Regions from separate parts of the Salmo salar genome. Here region 2 is linked to region 1. A link is a contact called in public Hi-C data. All regions are on one chromosome and are shown on one strand. The core of a region is the stretch at or near the end of the contact, and the rest is flanking DNA. Distances in the headings are between cores, read along the strand shown.

Region 1 (4,743 bases), core at 1,972-4,471:
ACATCATCCTTCTCTGCTCCCCCTGCTGGACACCAACAGAATCTCACTCCTTCCTCGTCTTCGGCTTGGGAGCTGAAATGGAAAAATCTGTCTTTCAAAGTTATGCAACTATAATGTACATGATAATACTTAGATACTTATAATGCTGGTTACAGGATGTGATAAATCCTAAATGAGCAGTTCTTACCATTAGGGTTCTCCTGTTTATAAAAAGTCTTCAGCATTTCCACTGCTTCCTCTGCCCTGAAGCCAGAGATACACTGAAAATGAAGGAGCAATTGTTTAATCATTAACGTCCTGAAGTAAATTAATGATCCTTCTCAACTCTAGACTAGGCTCGGATGAGGATGCATTTCAACACGGGATAATCAGTCTCTTTCCAACAAAAGCACAAAGAGAGATTGGGTTCAAAAAGAATGCTGTGAACACTGGACGACATATTGTACCTTAAATGATGAGCCAGTGTGAGGTAGATCAGCAGAGGGGATGTCTAGAACAGATCCACAGCCACCAAACCTGTCATTATTACACCCATAGACCACTAGAGGAATGTCTGTTGCACTGTTAAGGTAAAACCGATAATGAGGGGCCTCCAGAGTGACACAGCGGTCTAAGGCACTACAGACTTGGCTCATCAAGCTCTAGCGACTCCTTGTGGCGGGCCGGACCCCTGCAGGCTGACCTCCGTGGTCAGTTGAACTGTGTTTTCTCCGACACATTGGTGCGGCTGGCTTCCAAGTTAAGCGGGCGGGTGTTAAGAAGCGCGGTTAGGAGGACGCATGACTCGGCCTTCGCCTCTCCCACGCCCGTTGGGGAGTTGCAGCGATGAGACAAGATCGAAATTGGGGAGAAATTCCATTGGGCCTGAAGTGAAATCTCCACCCACCCGAGGCATCAGGCAAAACAAACTCGCTCTCAGAAACGTCCTACAGAGTAGGGTGTCCACCCACTCTTCCAAGAGTGGGTGAAAACGCACTTTGGTGATGAAATTTCACTTCCTTATGTTATTAAATACATTTTACCAAGACATGATTGTAAATGTTCTGAATCGTTCAGTGGGGTCTTTCTCTAACATATCATTAACATGATATCCTAAAAGTAAGATTTCGTAACCTAATTAACCTAATACATCCCATAATAAGCACCGAGCTCTGTAGACATAGCGGAGCAGGTTTCTCGTAACAATTTGAGGATTTTACATTTGTCGTCTTCAAAGTTGTTTCAGCGGGTCGCAAAAAGCTAAATTAGCTTGACACGAGCTGAATTAAATGTGAAAGACTGAAAATAAAAAGCTTGGTATACGCTCAGTGTTCCGTTGACATTTCACAGATACGCTTGTTTTTGTGAGAAATCTTCTGAAAAGAACAGGAATTTCGAATGAATATGAAAAGCGTGTATAAAATATGAAAATGTCTCAAACTCAAACCATTTTACATCTATATTAATCTATGTCCTGCGGATTCGAGAAGATGACGATTTCAACAGGAAAGTCAGCCTGTCAGATAGCCAGTAACCTTCATTCTTGCACAGAATCCAGCCTAGCTGTTTTTTCAGATTTTTTACCACTTTTTTTTCCTCTGGCCTCCATTGATTTAGTCACCCCCATCTTACAAGGGTGAAAACTACAATAATTTTGGTACGGATAATGATAAGAAACATGAGGTTTGGACCATTGGTTTTCTTGGAGGATTATCTACACAACATATTATTTTACCCATTGGCCAAAATATCAATTTTTGATTGGCCATCCTATACAGAGTCATTTGAGGTAAATCCTCACAACGAACCTACACAAAAGCTACAGTAAACTAGGTAAACCCAAGTGGAGACTGGTTGATGAGGTCATAAAGATACTGGTCAGGCGAAGAGCTCCTGCACACATGATGCATGGCTCCACAGTCACGTAAAGCACAGTCCTCTCACACACTGTCCTGGGGTCCAGGCCTCTATGACAACACCACTCCAGCACCTGGTCCAGAGCCACCATCTCAGCATGGCGAGTGGCCTGGAACACACAGAGACAGATACACATTAACAGGCATGGTGTTGGAAGGATAGGATAAAGAGAACGATTCCAGTGGTTCTCAAACCTCTCCTCTAGGATCCCCAGCCCTTCCATGTGCTTGCTCTGGAATAGATCAAACACTTCTGATTCAACTTGTCAACTAATCCTCAAGCCCATGACTAGGTGAACCAGGTGAGCTAGTAAAGGGCTTCAACAAAATTGTGAAACGTCTGGGAATCCAATAGGAGAGGCTTGAGAACCACTAGATTAGGGTACCGGTATGGCTTTGGTAAATGCCTTTGTTTGGAAACGTGCAAGGCAATAATCACAGCAAATAACCATTGAGGAGATGTGTTTGCCTATGATAGCTCAGCTGAAATGATTACGTTACTCACATTTTTTGTTTCATTCACTTCATTTCTCCCCTTTCCAAGAATCTCATTGTTGTAGACCATGAGACATCCAACAGGCACCTCACCATTCTCCAAAGCTTCTTTTGCCTGTAAAGAGGTGGAGATTATTATTAGTACACCAACCATTTAAAATAGTGTGTTGTAATTTACTGGTGGGATTGACCTGTCCTGCCTCGCCAAAATGCGCCGTTAGTGGTCGCTGTTCCGTTCCTTTTCTTTTGCGTCTTCATAGTGAAAACGCAAAAGAAAAGTAACAGATTTTTTGGGGCGTTCTCTAAAAGTTATTGAAAACCATAAAGAACTAAACACCGACCATGAACGGCGCATTGTAGCTATAGGTCCTGCACCTATGCCAGGGTTTCCCAAACTTGGCCCTCGGGACCCCAAGGAGTGCACGTTTTGTTTTTTGACCTAACACTACAAAGCTGATTCAAATAGTCAACTAATCATCAAGCTTTAATCAATTGAATTAGCGGTGTAGCGTTAGGGCAATAACCAGAACCTGCACCCCATGGGATCTCGAATACCTACTTTGGGAAACGCTGCCCTATGCCAAACCAACCATGTCAAAGGCATTAGCCATCCACATCTGTATGTCTTCGGCACATGGCTGAAAGTTCTCTCTAGAAACGACATCATTCCCCCCATGCTCTGTCCCCATGTTGAATGTACAGTCTGAGAAACTAGATCAATTAGATTACACCAACTAGCTACTCCAATTATAGAGAGCTCATGCGACAGAGTTATAAAATCCCCACGGTCTGCCTGGAACAAATAAGCGCGCGTTGAAGGGGAAGATAATATTGGACGGACCACGCAGGCATTTATTTTTGCAGATGATCGCAGAAACACCGATCAATCGATGTTGCTTTGCTCAGCGTGCTGCTTCCCACCTCCGTGTTTGACATGTAGCTAGCCTTTAAATTCGTGTCATGTGCGACTGTGGAAAATAACACGGTTGGGTGCTTTGTTTCTTCTGTTTTATAAATCGTCTGGAAAATGTTTTCGTCCACGTGGAATTTTCTGAAACGCCACAAAAGGAAATTTATTTTCGCTGGAGCTTTTGTCGGAGGTAACGTTAGCTAGCTACGCTATCAAGATAACGTTAAGCTAGTTAGCCAACTGCTAACGTTAACATTATCTATAAAAGTTGGCAAGCAAGCCATAATGTTTACCTGTGTGGGTCTGGACTTTATCAGAGATATTTAATGTAAACTTTGAAGATTATGCATATATGAAGCTAAGTTACGTAAATGGATAGAAAATAAATGTCCTGAAAGATAATCATGTTAGGTAAATCTAGTTAATAGCTAATCTCATTCTAGTTACCATGACCTTATTCCACCTGTTCCAGGTGTGTACTTTCTTGGTAAATATGCTCAAAAGAAAATCCGAGAGATACAGGAGCGAGAGGCATCAGAGTACATCGCTCAAGCCCGACGTCAGTTCCACTTCGAGAGTAACCAGAGAACGTGCAACATGACAGGTACAGTACTGCTGTCTACCTGATCGGCACATCATCTTCAGCCTACTAACAGTCCCAGAAATCTTCTGCAACACTCATTATGTCAAGTGATTGAGTTACTGCTGTATTGATTCATATTCCTATTTGTGCAGTTTGACACCCTGTTAATGCTTTTTTATTATTATTTTTGTTAGTGTTGTCAATGCTTCCTACATTAAGAGAAGCCATTTTACATCATCTAAACTCTGAGAGCCTCACTACACTGCTGAAGAGCAAGTAAGTGTCTCATGACCTCTGTCAGGGAATTGCTTAAGCTATAGTTAAGCAAAATTATTAGTTTAAGGTATTAATGACATCTGTTGTTTCTCTTCTAGACCAGCAAATAAACTTGACATATGGGAGGACCTGAAGATTATCAGTAAGTTATTATTCCTTAACAGCAATTACGTTGTGAATCAATAACTCAAGTGATTTGATCACTTGATATACAGGTATGTAATGGAATCACTCTTTTTCCTATTCCCCCAGGTTTCACCCGAAGTGTTGTGGCTGTGTACAGTACATGTATGTTGGTTGTTTTACTCCGTGTCCAGCTCAATATCATTGGTGGCTACCTATACTTGGACAACTCTGTCAGCAAGAGTGGAATGGTAAGCCTTTAAGCTTCAATCTCTTGTACCCTATGGGGTAGTTTTAATTCCCACACACACATTTAGCCTAGTACTGGACTAAAAAGCTAACTAAATGGAGAATCTCTATTTAAAATGTTGTTTTTTTGGGGGGTTCAGGAATTAGCTTCATCTGTGTCCATAAAACCACCCCTAAATGTTAGATGTGGGGGGGGTCTATAAATGCAATTT
Region 2 (4,194 bases), core at 13-2,512, 130 kb after region 1:
ATTCCAGTTGAGGATGGAGGAGCTACAGTGTTTGTACAGGTAGTTATTGTCATGTAGTAGGTCCTGGGAGAGGATGTTATACGACATCACAGAGAACTCAAAGGGTGGTTCTTGCCTCCCACCACCAGACTGTGGTCTGGACTTATAGCAGTGTGAAAAGTCCTCCCATTGTCTCTTCAGCTCTGGAAAGGCACAAACAAAACAATATGGTTATAAAGTTATTGACACTGCTTGACAGGGCCCATATTGGACTAAACCTAATCCACCTCAGGTTCATTCCAGATCAAAGAATAACGGTGTTTTCAAGAAAAGCGGCAGTTTTTGAAACCGAAGTATTACCCAATGCCTGTCTTGGTGGACTTGTCCCAGGAGGTGCTGGTGGTGGTGGTGGTTTCCCGTCTTTGAACCAGTAGTTGGGGCTGGTTGTGGCACTGTGAGCCTGTCTTGGTGCGTACTCTCGTTTGGGGGAGCCCTTGGACCTATCCCCTGGAGCCCTCTCCTCTGAACTCCTCCTCCGCTTGTATGGAGGCTCCTTGTCTGAGCACTCCATCAGTCCAAGGTGGAAGTGTCGATGAGGAAAACCGTGAAAAGGGAACCCTGGTGGGAGGTGTTGTTTGGACTGTTGTCTTGTCCAGTTGGTGTTGTGGGTATCTTGAGGTTGGAAGGCCCCTGAGAGGTGCCTGGTGGGGTGGAAGAGTTGAGGTGAAGGGGGCACACCCGGCCGACATGGATAACTGGGGAATTGTATGTTCCTCCAGCCGCCCAATGGGGCCTGAGTTGGGGGCAACCAGTGAGAGCCAAACGCGGTCAGGTGTCGAGAAAACATGGGTTGACTGCGGGAGAGAAATTATATGCACTCAGATCAAGCAAGCAGCAACGCATAGCTGGGGGGGATGCGTTTTCTTTTTAATAACTAATCCTGTCATTCAATAGCACAAAGATTTGCATAGGCGAACGAACTACCTGTGTTGGTGATTATGACCACCAACCATATTAGCTGGCTAAGCTAGGTAGCTAGTTAGCATAATCACAATAGCTAGCTGTTTAGTTGTCTGAAATGAGCGTTACAACTTACTTTCGGTCAACGTTTGGATAGACATGATTTAGGTTTTGATGTCGAGACATGAATAATATCTGCAAACATCACAGTGTATTCTGCAACACAGCGAACAAGTGTTTCTGCCAAAAACAAACCGGAATCTAGTCCTTCAGCGAATTTCAGTAGGCCATTTTCGTGTCCTCAAATTATGACGTATGTAAACATGACGCAATAACAAAGCGCTCCGTTCATTGTCATGGGATATGTAGTGTTTTCCATCATGAATCTCCAATCCAACGTAATAAAATGTACCGGAAGAAACTACATCTACCATTATGTTCCAATACGATGCAGACAAAAATGTCATAACGGAGGACATCGAAAACTCTACAAATGTCACTTTCAAATTGTAAAGAATTCAGTAGACTATACAATTGTATTATTGGACAGATTTCAGAGAAAATAATCGTAATTGATTAGCAAAATGCGCTCGACAAAGACTAGTTTATTTAGAAAATGTCTTAACCAAATAACAAGGGCACCAGTTAGCTATTGCTAACATTACACCGGCCGGTATATCTGATAGCGTGACATAACATACCTGCGAATGATCGTTTACCCGTAGAAGTTAGCCAGGCATTTTCCTTTGAGTGAGAGGTTATTAGGCTATTTATTCTGAAATCCTTCAATTTAAGCCGTGTTGCGGTCAACACCTCTTGACGTTCGTCTGGCTTTGTAAATCCATTGATATGCGGAACATTGTGGTCTATTCCTCAATGGGTTGATGTGTCGCTGCACCGCACTGGAAGATGCTGGTAATGCCGACCGAGCTGCCAGTGCTGTGCTGGTACCAGTAGCATCATAAAATATTTAAGTAGTTGAATAATTGAAAAACATTTATACTAATTATACTGAAACTGTAATTCATCAGGGAAGGGGCCATTCCACCTTCTCCATTATAAAATGTTAGCAATAACCTTACATAGTTTACATGTATCACTGACGAACACAAAAATAATAACAAAAGTGTTCTGTATTTCTTTTATTTCCAGTTTTGACATCGCAACAGTGGCTATTACAGTATGTGTGTCTGTGTGTGTGTGTTTTCAGGATCATAGACATTTTGTGTAAAGATCATCTCCATTTCAATGAAAAAGAAATGCAAATCATTAAATGTTTTTCACAAATCCTAAATTAGGATATAAAAATATTGTCATTTGACATGTGCATTCAATTTGCTGTCACAAATTCCACTATAACGGCAAACCATCCCATATTAGATCACCATTGAAATGCCATTACGAAGACAGGATTTCTACATTTGAAGCAGAAGTTAGAAAAATAGTTGTGAGTGACAGACCACATGTGTTTCAATGACAACAGCAATGAAAAAGTGTGTCCCCTGTATTTCCATCTACAGTATATTAGCCCAGAATACATGACTTCAGCCCTGCTGAGCAGTGGTGTAAAGTACTTAAGTAAAAATACTTTAAAGTACTACTTTTTGGGGTATCTGTACTTTATTTTATTATTTATATTTTTGACAACTTTTACTTTGACTTCACTACATTCCTAAAGAAAATAATGTCCTTTTATTTCCCTCACAGCCAAAAGTACTTGTTACATTTCGAATGCTTAGCAGGACAGGAAAATTGTCAAGAGAACATCCCTCCTGCCTCTGATCTGACGGACTCACTAAACACAAATGCTTCATTTGTAAATGATGTCTAAGTGTTCGAGTGTGACCCTGGCTATCCTTAAATATATATATATTTTAAACAGTGCCCTCTGGTTTGCTTAATATAAGGAATGTGCAATGATTTATACTTTTACTTTTGATACTTAAGCATATTTTAGCAATTACATTTACTTTTGATACTTACGCACATTTAAAACCTAATACTTTTAGACTTTTACTCAAGTAGTATTTTACTGGGTGACTTTTACTTTTATTTGAGTCATTTTCTATTAATGTATCTTTACTTTTACTCAAGTATGACAATTGAGTACTTTTTCCACCACTGCTGCTGAGTGTCGTGTTGAACAATTGAATGTGCTGATGTCAGTCCAAGTCCATGCCATCTTATAAAGACTAATCTCAATGACCGAAAATACCCTTCACGCTGGTGTCCATCTCTATCTCTTTCTAAAAGCTCTTGGCTATAGTAAGCACTGCAGTAGGTCGTGAGTGCCCGTAGGGCAGTCCTCCTCTACAGGAAGGCTTGTGTTGTGGGTGGATCATGAGAAGGGCATCTCCCATCTCTGGGTGTAGGCTGTCAGTTCACAGGGGCTGATCACCAGCATCTTGCTGCTCTCGATGCCTTCCAGGGCCATTTCACTGTCCAGGCAGAAGTGGGAGACCAGGTGCTCCAGGTGGGTGCCTGACTTCTGCCATCGCTGGAACACAACAGGTCATACAAAGATCAATAACTACACTGTACACAGAGACAGGCATTCTAATGTAATGAAACTGTTATTGTCCATTAATTGTTTCTGAACTCCATCGGTTCAAATAAATACTGTAAAGAAAAGGAGTTTGGGCAACTATTGTCCAATATTGACCCTGTAATTTCGACTTCTTATTTAGCTAATGATCTTTATTGCATGTCATGTGCAGGGCACTGTTACAGTATGGGATGCCATTATCTATCGTTGCTACTTCCCACTATTCACCACTAGATGTCCCTCTTTACTTAATTTCTGCCGTCACAATAATCGTTCAGAGCAGGGAATTAGGCTACTCTTTGCTCAGAATTGCTGATACCGTTGAACTAATTAGCATATAAACAAAACTACAGGATATTAACAAACATGCAAGGAATTTGTCATTGTCTCACGCATCCATCACTGGTTAGATAGCTGACAGGCAAAGTCTGTTGCCAAGACTAGTGGGGCATATCAGGATCATGTATCCCTCCTCAGTGGTAGAAAACAATACATTGAATATGTGACACAGAGATACAGCTGTCTTTGTTCCACTGTATTTAGACTCAGTGAACAGAAACAAGCGCTGTTCCATTGTACCCCTGATCAAAGCAGCAAAGACTCAAATTGCCATGACACATTTTTTCCTTTTTTTATGAAGCAAAGGGAGACTACACTTTTTAATTAAAAAAGAAAATAATTCAAACTAAATCAATTAGTATTCAGTGCCT

Evidence for each region. Hi-C and Micro-C count contacts between places; a contact is called where the count stands out from the background.
Region 2: a Hi-C map of gill shows a contact between it and region 1, with 2.2 times the contacts expected there. The contact joins the promoter of angel2 here to the promoter of adat2 in region 1. A contact is called at or near these places in 2 of 3 Hi-C or Micro-C datasets (blood and gill).

What each region holds. Positions count from the first base shown.
Region 1 is chrssa15:40,419,732-40,424,474 of Ssal_v3.1, forward strand. It overlaps adat2 (adenosine deaminase tRNA specific 2), which reads right to left and starts at 3,222. Exons shown (of 6, transcript XM_014144503.2): 1 at 2,981-3,222; 2 at 2,401-2,505; 3 at 1,855-2,005; 4 at 447-553; 5 at 188-260; 6 at 1-72. The coding sequence starts at 3,079. The coding sequence ends at 44. It overlaps pex3 (peroxisomal biogenesis factor 3), which reads left to right and starts at 3,223. Exons shown (of 12, transcript XM_014144501.2): 1 at 3,223-3,490; 2 at 3,773-3,904; 3 at 4,078-4,159; 4 at 4,258-4,301; 5 at 4,412-4,533. The coding sequence starts at 3,418.
Region 2 is chrssa15:40,552,252-40,556,445 of Ssal_v3.1, forward strand. It overlaps angel2 (angel homolog 2 (Drosophila)), which reads right to left and starts at 1,263. Exons shown (of 9, transcript XM_014144512.2): 1 at 1,076-1,263; 2 at 340-833; 3 at 1-182. The coding sequence starts at 1,125. galnt14 (UDP-N-acetyl-alpha-D-galactosamine:polypeptide N-acetylgalactosaminyltransferase 14 (GalNAc-T14)) reads right to left here. Exons shown (of 14, transcript XM_014144515.2): 14 at 2,067-3,436. The coding sequence ends at 3,334.